Regions from separate parts of the Mus musculus genome. Here regions 1 and 2 are each linked to region 3. The links are chromatin contacts, called in public HiChIP or PLAC-seq maps. All regions are on one chromosome and are shown on one strand. Each heading gives the region's core, a stretch centred on a gene start, on an enhancer-like site or on the middle of the called end of the contact. The rest is flanking DNA. Distances are from core to core; before and after follow the strand shown.

The links. HiChIP or PLAC-seq counts read pairs in DNA pulled down with a chosen protein or histone mark.
Region 1: a contact with region 3 is called in a FOXA1 HiChIP or PLAC-seq map of pancreatic cancer cells. The contact joins two enhancer-like sites. A contact is called at or near these places in 3 of 39 promoter capture datasets (the C10 cell line, cranial neural crest and neural stem cells), 1 of 15 datasets of contacts at CTCF or cohesin (the NIH/3T3 cell line) and 1 of 115 datasets of contacts at active chromatin or transcription factors (pancreatic cancer cells).
Region 2: a contact with region 3 is called in an H3K27ac HiChIP or PLAC-seq map of the NIH/3T3 cell line, with 4 times the contacts expected there. The contact joins two enhancer-like sites. A contact is called at or near these places in 1 of 39 promoter capture datasets (cranial neural crest) and 2 of 115 datasets of contacts at active chromatin or transcription factors (the NIH/3T3 cell line and microglia).

Annotation. Positions count from the first base shown.
Region 1 is chr10:21,808,330-21,811,374 of GRCm38.p6, reverse strand. No RefSeq gene overlaps it. Among named protein-coding and RNA genes, the nearest start is that of Platr6, 48 kb to the left of the region's middle. Within about 2 kb of position 1,609, at least 9 of the 459 cell types and tissues checked have an H3K27ac peak or open chromatin away from gene starts, as enhancers often do. A contact at or near this core is called in pancreatic cancer cells, where this site is marked.
Region 2 is chr10:21,788,336-21,791,715 of GRCm38.p6, reverse strand. No RefSeq gene overlaps it. Among named protein-coding and RNA genes, the nearest start is that of Platr6, 68 kb to the left of the region's middle. Within about 2 kb of position 1,390, at least 115 of the 459 cell types and tissues checked have an H3K27ac peak or open chromatin away from gene starts, as enhancers often do. A contact at or near this core is called in the NIH/3T3 cell line, where this site is marked.
Region 3 is chr10:21,409,472-21,412,943 of GRCm38.p6, reverse strand. It overlaps the pseudogene Fkbp1a-ps2. Among named protein-coding and RNA genes, the nearest start is that of Aldh8a1, 34 kb to the right of the region's middle. Within about 2 kb of position 1,738, at least 32 of the 459 cell types and tissues checked have an H3K27ac peak or open chromatin away from gene starts, as enhancers often do. A contact at or near this core is called in the NIH/3T3 cell line and pancreatic cancer cells, where this site is marked.

The DNA of each region.
Region 1 (3,045 bases), core at 360-2,859, 400 kb before region 3:
TATGTAGCTCTGGCTGGCCTGGAACTTACTATCTAGAGCAGGCTGGTTTAGAACTCAGAGATTGCTCTGCCTCTGCCTCCTGAGTGTTACCTTTTGCCTGTGGGCAGTGTGTATCTGTGCAGGTATAAGGCTGTTACTGAGTGTCTTATCAAATCACTCTCCATCTTATTTTTTTAAAACGGGGTCTCTCACTGAAGCATGGATTGGCTAGGCTGATTGGCCATTGAGCTACTGGCATCCACCTGTCTCAGAGCCTCAACCCAGCACTAGGGTTACACGTGTGCGCTGCCACGTCGATGCAGTCTTCACATGGGTCCTGAGAATCCAGACTCAGGTGCTTTGCCAAGTGAGCCATGGTCCCAGGCCAAGGTCTGCTCTTTTAAGTTTAAGATAAAAACTTCTACTTTTTTTTTTGACCACTTACTTACTCTTCCTGAACCATTAAGACATGTGTAAAAGTCTGAAAGTAATACATACCCTTTTCTCAGACTCATGAGAATTAAAGCACAACATGCTAAAAACCATGTCCTGCACAGCCTTTCCTAAGGTTACTAACACAGGTCTTCAGGCCATCCTACATACCTGTTAGTATGAGCATCTTAGTCTAAGGCAAGTTTACACATTGAGATATGCCTATATCCTCTCACCCAGCAACTTTTCTGAATTGTTGACAATGTACGGGGCGTGCTAGGTGTTTATATTTAGACTAGAACACTCGTCTGATATCCTGAATGTTTTCATGGAACGCTGATCAACTCGGTGCTTGGTTTTAATAAAACAGCTATGATGTAGCCAAGGATAAAGGAACCAGCACCAGTAAGGATGTCTCAGCAACATCTGCAGTCTTGAAGGGAACAGTTGAAGACTGAGGGGTCCTGGGGATCCACTGCATTTCATTCTGAATAACAGAGCAATCTAGGGGTAAGGCACATTCAGTGAGTGTCAGTGAGGTAGCTAGTGTGATCTCTCTTTATCTGCACTCCAGCAGGGATGCCTACAGAGGCACATTGTAGAACCACGTGGAATTAGTCCCGAGATTCCATGGAGTGCGGCTATTCAGAGAACTGTATCTAGCTCTGAACGAATCCTGAAGTGTCCTGGGCCATTTGCTTTAACTGGCTGATGACTCCAGAGACTTGTACATTTCTAGTTCCATTCTTGGAAGCTTTTGGCATAAAATGTCTTTAGCTAAATTTAGCCTTTCCCACTTTAACCAAAGTCCAGTGGTTTTTGTTCATTGGTTTGTTCTGTTTTGTTTCTGTAATAGAGTGTGAAGAAAGCACACAGCTAACTTGTTTCCCCAGAGTTTCTCTGTGTTGCTCAGGATGTCCTGAAACTCACTCTGTAGACCAGGCTGGCCTTGAACTCAGAGATCCACCTGCCTCTGCCTCCTGAGTGCTAAGATTTAAAGCATGCACCACCACCACCTGGCCCCAGAACCTTAAGTGACATCTGGCATCACAAAAGTCCGGGGGTCTGCTCTGTGTTTCTCATCAGCACAGACAGGCCAGGCCTGGCCATTTATGAACTGGTCTGTGGGAAGAGGAAGAAAATAGCCTTGGTCAGACTACAGCTCCCATCCAAGGGAAAGACGCAGATCCATCACAATTACCACACTGCTTAACCCTAAGCAGCCAAAAATAGGAAGGAGACGTGGTAGTGTGTCTGCGAGACTGATACCACAAAGTGAGATTTAGCCTGACGTCACGACAACAAGCAAATAAAGGCAGCTCTGGGGCAAATTAAATTAATTGCACAAACACCAGGATGAGTCATTCAAATACCAGAAGGAATTTTGATCTTAAAATAACCTCTTTTTTTTTCACATTAAGTTTTCTTTTGACGGAGTAGGGTCAGACTAAAATTGCAGCGGTCTCCCTGTGTCACCTTAAGGAAAACTAAAGTTCACATGCTACTCCATATGCCTGTTGGTAGAAAGTAGTTTTATTCTCGAGTCACATTTCATATGATCATGAAGTAAACCGCTGACCCCAAAAGCTGATGCCGCTTTAGGAGAGGGTGAGGTTGGGGTGGTCTCTCTCAGTCTGTGTGTGTGAAGCTCTGTAATGGCTGCTCTCAGCCTTCCGTATGCTTCTACCCTTTAACACAGTTCCTCATGCTGTGGTGACCCCCAGCCATAGAATCATTTCCATTGACACTTCATAACTATAACCTGGCTACTGTTATGAGTCATGATGTACATATCTGATATGGGACCCAAAGGGTCAAGACCCACAGGTTGAGAAGCACTGCTCAAGAGAATGACCAGCCTGGGACAGAGGTGCAGGATACCAGTGTCGCCTTGCCCTTCCTTCTGAACCCAGGAGGCAGAACAACAATGCTAACAAAGAAGAATTGTGCCAACTGATGTGTTTATAAAAAGATAAAGAGGTATAAGACATGTTCTATTGGGGTGTGCCTCAGTGGGCACATACCAAGGCATCCCTTTGCCCTGAGAGACCAGCCATACGACAGTATAGTATAGAATAGAATTTATTCAGGGCATGGGGAGGGGAGCTAAGAGGGTAGTAGAGGCAGAGACAGGGAGAGGAAAGGAGGAAGGGGAGGGGGAGGTGGGAGGGGGAAGGGGAAAGGGAGAGAGAGAGGGAAAGGGAGGGAGAGGGGAGGGGAGGGGAGGGAAGGGGAGGGGAGGGGAGGGGAGAGAAGAGAAGAGAAGAGAAGAGAAGAGAAGAGAAGAGAAGAGAAGAGAAGAGAAGAGAAGAGAAGAGAAGAGAAGAGAAGAGAGGCTGACCATGGACACCTGGAGAGAGGGGGAAGGGAAGATCCTAACAGGGCAAGAGAGAAGCAAGAGGGAAGCAGAGTAAAAGGGGGAGGAAGGGGGCAAGCAGCCCCTTTTATAGTGGGTCAGGCACATCTGGCTGTTGCCAGGTAACTGTGGGGGGATGTTTAGACAGAAGGCTAACACCAACAGTAACTGAATTTGTAACATGAATATAGGGACAGAATTTTGTTTCTCATCCTAGAAAAGGCCCTAGGCCCTGTCCTTACATCAGCTTCACTGAGGCTAGCTTTGGCAGGAGCCCT
Region 2 (3,380 bases), core at 141-2,640, 380 kb before region 3:
AAAGGGGGAAGAGTGGAAAACTTAGGGATTCTGGACGATGCTTGGGGAGTTTTCTGAGGACAGGAAAGGACCGAATCCACAGATACACAAGCAGAAACAAATGAAGAAAATGCTTACTGCCCCTAAGGTATCAGCTTTCTCTGGGCACCAGCCGTGTTTTCTTCTCAGTATAAACAGGTGGAAAATATATGTGATTTTTTTTTTTAACATGGTCTTCCTTTAAGTCTTGCTTGATATCAGTTACATAATACTCTGTCTCCGGTATTATTAGGTAAAACGGTAGGATTGGAGACAGAATAAGGATTGGAATGGTAGCATTTGGACATTAGATATATTGCAGGACCTAGGGGTAGAGGTACATTTCTGGACTCCTCTGTCATGCTGCATCCACCATATGAGGTTGCCCATGGATGTGCAGCTGTATAGGATGGAGAAGTGGTCTAACTTGGGTGATAAAGGCAGCTGAAACCACAGAGCAGTCATCCCTTGTAGCACAGAGATTTTAACAGTGTTTTTCACAGAAGCTGCCCTCACTGGAGTGAGTCAGTCTCTATCCCTGCCTGCTACTTCCTTCCTGCCAGCCTAGAGCAACTCACCTCTGCCTCCGTTGCCTCATGTGTAGCATGGGAGTGAAGACACCTCGCATAGTAGTATGTAGTTGTGAGGTTTAACCAGGATGTGTGTTTATAGGACATAGGCAATGTCTGATGAATGGTATCGGTTTGCACATCCACAAATTATTTCATGTATATTGTACATGTATATCCACGTATACATATGTAGAATGAGTCTGTTGTCAATTTGAGCTATTCACAGTATATGGCAGAAGGATATTACATTTTTTGAAAGCAGATGTGAAAAAAATGCCATAGAGCAAGGAATTCCCACTGTTTCCAGTTTCCAGGTCTGTGGTTCAATATGATACAAGTGTTTCTATTTACCCTTTAATGATACATCTTTGTGGTGGCTATGTATAAACAAGTATCCACCTCCCAAAACCTTCTCAAAGACTGACTACTGAGCATAGGGGGTCCAAAAAAAAAATCCAAGTATAGGATCTGCCCCTCACCAGGGTCATCCTTGCTCTCTGCGTGGTCTCTGTTTGTTTTGGTGTCACCAAGACAAAGTCCTGAGTCAGACTGGATGGAATTCCTTAACTGGAACTCAGCTTAGACTAATTGGGTAGTGTTCTGACTTAGAAAACACATTGTTCGTGATTCTGCTGTTGGTTTCCAAGGGAGTCCCAGGAAGGGACTAAGGCTCATAAACATGACTAGTTGGTGCTCGTGATTCATGTAGTCAAACCGGGAAGGAAGATCTGAAGGCAAGCAAGCCTCCAGAGGTCTCAGCCATCGCAGTTGCCCCTGGCATGCAGATCATTTCATCCTGCTGACTCATAGCCCTGTGGAACTTTCAGGGCTCTGTTGCCGTTTGACTGCCGTGCCTCCCACTGTCCCAGAGCTTGCCAGTCATCCCGCTTCCAGCTCAGTTTATCAGCCTATAACTAATGAGTGTAAATATTGACTTACGGCTGTGTGGTAGTGTGATCCCTCGGCCATGTAAAATGATACACTTAAGAAGCACGCAGAAAATATTGTCAGGTTCCAGCCCTTGAACGAGGCAGTGTGCAAGGAAGGGGACGAGTGTGGACGAACAGCACAGGTTAAGAGCACCTGCCACCTGAACCAGCTGCTCCGTTAAGAGAGTTGTTTTCAAAGGCAGAAGACAGGAGTCTAAGTTGCTTCAGTGTCTATTGGCCCATCCAGGCATGCAGGGAAATGGTTATGTGACCTGCTTTTGGAGTGTCCCTGAGTGTGCTGTGTGCGGCGGTGGCAGCTGTTTGTCACTGATGGATGGGCTATCCCCCGCCTCCTGTGCTTCAATGTCCTCACCTGAATGAGGACTGATGATTGTCAAGGCCAAATAACATGCTCAAGGGACTTCTGGGGTGGATAGCGCTCACCACTTGAGGGTAATGAGCAGACATGCACCTGATAGGGCAGATTTGGAGGCAAGTTTTCTGACTGATCTCCCAATCTTTTCAGAAGTCGCTTTGTTTTAATTTTCTCAATCCCCTAGAGACTGGAGTTTGAGTTTCTATTGTCTTCCCCTCCCCGCACCCTACCCCCACGCCCAGAATCTGGAAGCTCACACAGCCTCACATACTGTGAGAAAACCTGATTTGAGGAACAGGTTTCTTAAGAGTTTTCTTCTCTGAAGCATTTTTGAAATTAAAAGTAATAATCTTTCCCCCAACAGAAACAAGGTTGTGCATGGAGAGTCCTTCCCCAGGCTGAGCCAGCTGGATTGAGGTGTTTAGGAGCCCATGTGGGGAGGCCCAGCCCATGTGCTTTTCCACTCCTCCCTCGCTGTGGATGCTACTCCGGGCTCAGACGCCCACCCATGTCTTATGCTCGGAGGCCTGCAGTTCCCTTCTCTTTGGGGGTGACCCTGACTGTGACTGGCTTAGGATGCCTGGTACCTGGACACTCCCCTCCCCATCCCATAGCTCCTCCACCATGCTTGCCTTGGCTCCCTTGGTCCTCCTACCTCGCACACCACACACAGGCGCCCACAGGGCTTTCTCTGCCTCCCTCTCCCCTCTTTCTGCAGCAGACTCAGCGCTGCCTCATGATCTTCCTTTTTATGCATTTGTCATACCGATTAGGAGCAACTGGGGAGTAGCCCAACTTCTCCACCAGCCTATTAGTTAGAGACGTTAGATTTACCTGGATGTATAATTTTGTCCTCACTATGTAGGGCAGTTCTTGTGGCTATCTACTCTTAGTCACCTACATATTGATTTGTCTTAACACATCGCTGCCAAGGGTAACTAAGTATAAACAATAACAACATGGTAACAATAACGGATTTTTCATTGGTGTTGATTTTGGTTCTTTGAGACCTTCTTTCACTGTCTGTGCAGACCAGATGGAGATCCCCCTGCGTCTGGAATTCTGGGGATTATAGGCATGTGCTACCACATCCAGCGAACAATGAACATTGTAAGTTGCTAGTTACAATTTTCTAAATTCATTCTCTCTCCTTCCCCTTCCCCTTTCCCTTCCCTCTCCCCTCACCACAACATGGACTGAAGTCTAAATCTCAGTGGGGCCACTTTGCAAAGTCTTGTGTGAGCATGGCCAAATGAATACATAGAGACACTGGCTGAGTTCTTCAGGAAAGCCAAAGTGTGTAAGTTACCTCTCTCTCTCTCTCTCTCTAATAGAAGAAGGAGAGACATTGACTATGGCAATTGCCAAGGCAAGCATGGTGGAGGAGCTACGGGGATGGGGAGGGGAGTGTCCAGATACCAGGCATCCTATGAATGAAGCCCCCCAAAGTTGAAGCCCCCCAACAGGTTGTTCTGGTTCTTCTTC
Region 3 (3,472 bases), core at 489-2,988:
TCTAAACTGGGTGCCACTTGTAGCTACATCTTGTCCTCCCCATTGTTCCCGTCCAAAAGCCCGTATCTCTCTCCTGCCTCTTCTCTTCCTTTCTCCCACCTGGAAGTCCTGCCTACTCGCCCAGTGATTGTTTCTTTATTCGTTAGAAGGATCATATGAAGTCCTGAGTATGTGATTCACTCCTCATCACAGGCAGCCCCTCTTGGGGAATCTGAATTAGCATCAAAATACAAACAGCACAAGGGCTACCCATAACACTCCCCCTTTCTGTCCAATTAAAAGACTCTTTTACCTCAGCCATAAATTGAGCACAACTATCACCATTCTGTAATGTATAAAGTACAAAATACACCGAACACCCAGTCCATCAATTTTGTCAATTAAATAGAACACTGTTGTCTATCCTAACTTAAAATAGGCTTATAAAGCCATGTTATAATCTGGTTTAGCCTGTATACTACCTGAAAACCATCTTCTCAAATATATTTTCTCAATGTTAATTGCCTAGGTTGGCTATGAGAATATAACTAGTCTTTCAACCCTGTCAGAAATCTGAGAGTGGCCCACATTATCTGAAAATATAGGAAGCCTAACACTGCTTCCAGAACTGAGACAAGTTGTAGAGGCAGCTGCCTACGTATACAGCCCCAGTAAGACAGGAAGTTGGAGAATCAGGACCCCTCTGAAGGGTTTAATCTAAGCAGCAGACAGAACCACAGGGTCTTGCAATGAGATCTGTTTTAACCTGTTGTTTGCACCTCAAGTTAGTATATTACCACTTAGGGTAGGAGCAGAAGGTTGTCTTCTCAAGCTTAAACTTTGCCATTATTTTTCTTGATCAAATTTTATACCCGACAAAGGCTATTTGTGTCCAGTGACACTGAGCTGGAAGTGCCAGCTGCTACACCAGAGTCATGGGTGTGTCTAAGCCCCACCCCACCTCAGCTACAAAACCTTAATGGTGTAACTAGTGGCAGATTAGAGCGGTCCGGGCCCATTTCCATTCTGTAGGCGGCATGAATGGCTATTCCCTGTCTCCTTCTGGTGTTTACCCTTTAGCCACGTGGCCTGCAGCCTGAACAATGTGGTAGTCTCCACCTAGCAAGTCAGCCACCCAAAACTGAGTGGTCCAAGTTTGTCATCCTTCCAGCAGTGATTCCTTTCATGGCTATAACACTCTCTGGTTTTACCACAAGCCTTCTCAGGATAACTTGGTCCCTGTGAAGTGAGTCACAGGGTTAGAATGACTCTCCTCCAAACAGGAAGGGGTTTGGGGGAGGCTGGGGACTCGTCCAACAGTGCACAGAAGAACTGGAGAATAACAGTTTCCAGGTCACTGTACTGGGTGCCCACCTGGCCTTTTCTTCTCATGACCATAAAGACCCATGCTTCCTATATTGATAATGGTTGACTCTGGCCACTCTGGATTTTAAACTTTTACTGAAGTAAAATATATTTGATACAAAACTTACCATCTTAAGTACACAGTTCTGTAACATTCATGTTGTATGACTATTGCAGCATTTTCCCAAAACACTGTCCTCATGCCCACTAAGACGCTGTTTCTCATAACACTATCTCCTCTCCTCTTCCTCCTTCCCTGCCTCATATTCTCCCTTCTCCTCTTCTTCTACCCACTCTAGGGATCCCCACTTCTATCTCCATGAACTGAGTGCTCTGCAAATTTCAGATACAACCCTGTGTTTTTGCACCTAGACCTTGGCGTTCTTTCAAGGCTTGCTGTGCTGTAGTGTGTGTCTGGACTCCAGTCCTGTTTACCAGGCTTAATAGGAAGTGCCCCCATTGTATCCGTAAAACTATTCTGCTCAGACATTTGCACTACACTCCTAACTCCCTCCGGGAGTCACCGCTTATACTGTCGTTTAAGGAACTGGCTCTCCTCTTTTCATAAAGTCTGGCAGCTTCTCTTCGCTGGAGTGAAAAACAATATGACAACAGAATAAAAATGAGACAGGATTTTTCAAACGCACACATGTGCACACATGGCTTGCCTGGGTCAAGTTGAGCAATAGTTTTGGCTACACTGGGATATTCTGTGTCTGATTCTTTCCCAAACCTGGTTTCCTAGCTTTCTCATGACCATGAGACTTTGGTGGTGTGACCATGAGACAATATTAGAATTGGAAACCCAAGAGTTCTATCATCCATCAAAGCTAAAGAGATGCCCTCTTTTATGACATCCATTTTTTTTTATGGATATGATGTTTTTCCTTTATAGAATGTGTGCTATGACAAGAGAGGGATGAAGCCGAACCTTTGAACCACCGCCAGGTCTGCTTCGGCTCCACCCATTGCATGCTGCCACCCGCATCCTTCTCCTCCTCTATTCTGCTCAGACATTTGTGCCGTGGGAGTGCAGGTGGAGACCATCTCTCCTGGAGACCTGCGCATCTTTCTGAAGCATAGCCAGAGGTGCACTACATGGGGATACTTGAAGATGGAAAGAACTTTGACTCCTCTCGGGACAGAAGCAACCTTTTAAGTTTACACTAGGTAAGCAGGAGGTGATCTGAAGTGGAAGAAGGGGTAGCCAGATGAGTGTGGGTCAGAAAGCCAAACGGATAGTGTCCTCAGACTATGACAATGAAGCCACCGGGCCCCCAGGCATCATCCTACCACATGCCATTCTTGGTTTTGATGTGGAGCTTCTAAAACTGGAATGACCGAAGTAGCCTCCTCCCTTAGCTCTGCATGCGGATCTGCCATGGAGGAATCTGGTACCTCCAGATGGGTGCACATGAATCTGTTGGGAGCTTTGCCTGACGTCACCACCCTTTATAGACACCTACCCGACTGAATGTGTTCTGTCACTTAAGCTTTGCTTAAGATACCTCCATGTCCTCTTCCCCCTTCTGTATGTGTGTTGTCCTAACCTATATGCCATAAACCTCAAGTTACTTTATTTGGGAGTGAAGACTCAGTTTCTGTCTTTCAGATCTAAGTTTCCAATGAAGTATATTGTCGTGTTAACAGCACAAGTGATGGGTTAATTTTAGAATATGAATTGGTGTTCTGGGGGGGGGTTTGCAAGAATTTTTATTTTATTTTAATTTTTTGGATGAAAATGTTATCTATTATATATTAAGACATTCTGTTACTGCGCTGCAAAGCCATAGCAGATTCAAGATGCTGTTGAGGGCTGGATTTTTCTCCCGTGAGGGAGGTCCTGTTAAACTGAAAGCCCTACCCAAACTGAGGTGGGAAGGGAGGGAGGGAGAGAGCCTTTGCTTCTGACAGTCCTCCCATCTTCTGAGACTAGCTGCCTTTTAAAGCAGGTCCCTTCACTGCTGTGTTGGACACTACAATATCTGTCCCTGGGACAGCAGGGACCTCTGAAGCCTTCTTTGTGACCTGGGTTACTTTGTTTTTCTTCCAATGGTTTTTCTAATAGATTTTCTGGACTTTTGTAATCATGTATCTATCCACGCTCCACTCCCTAAATTTAAGAATT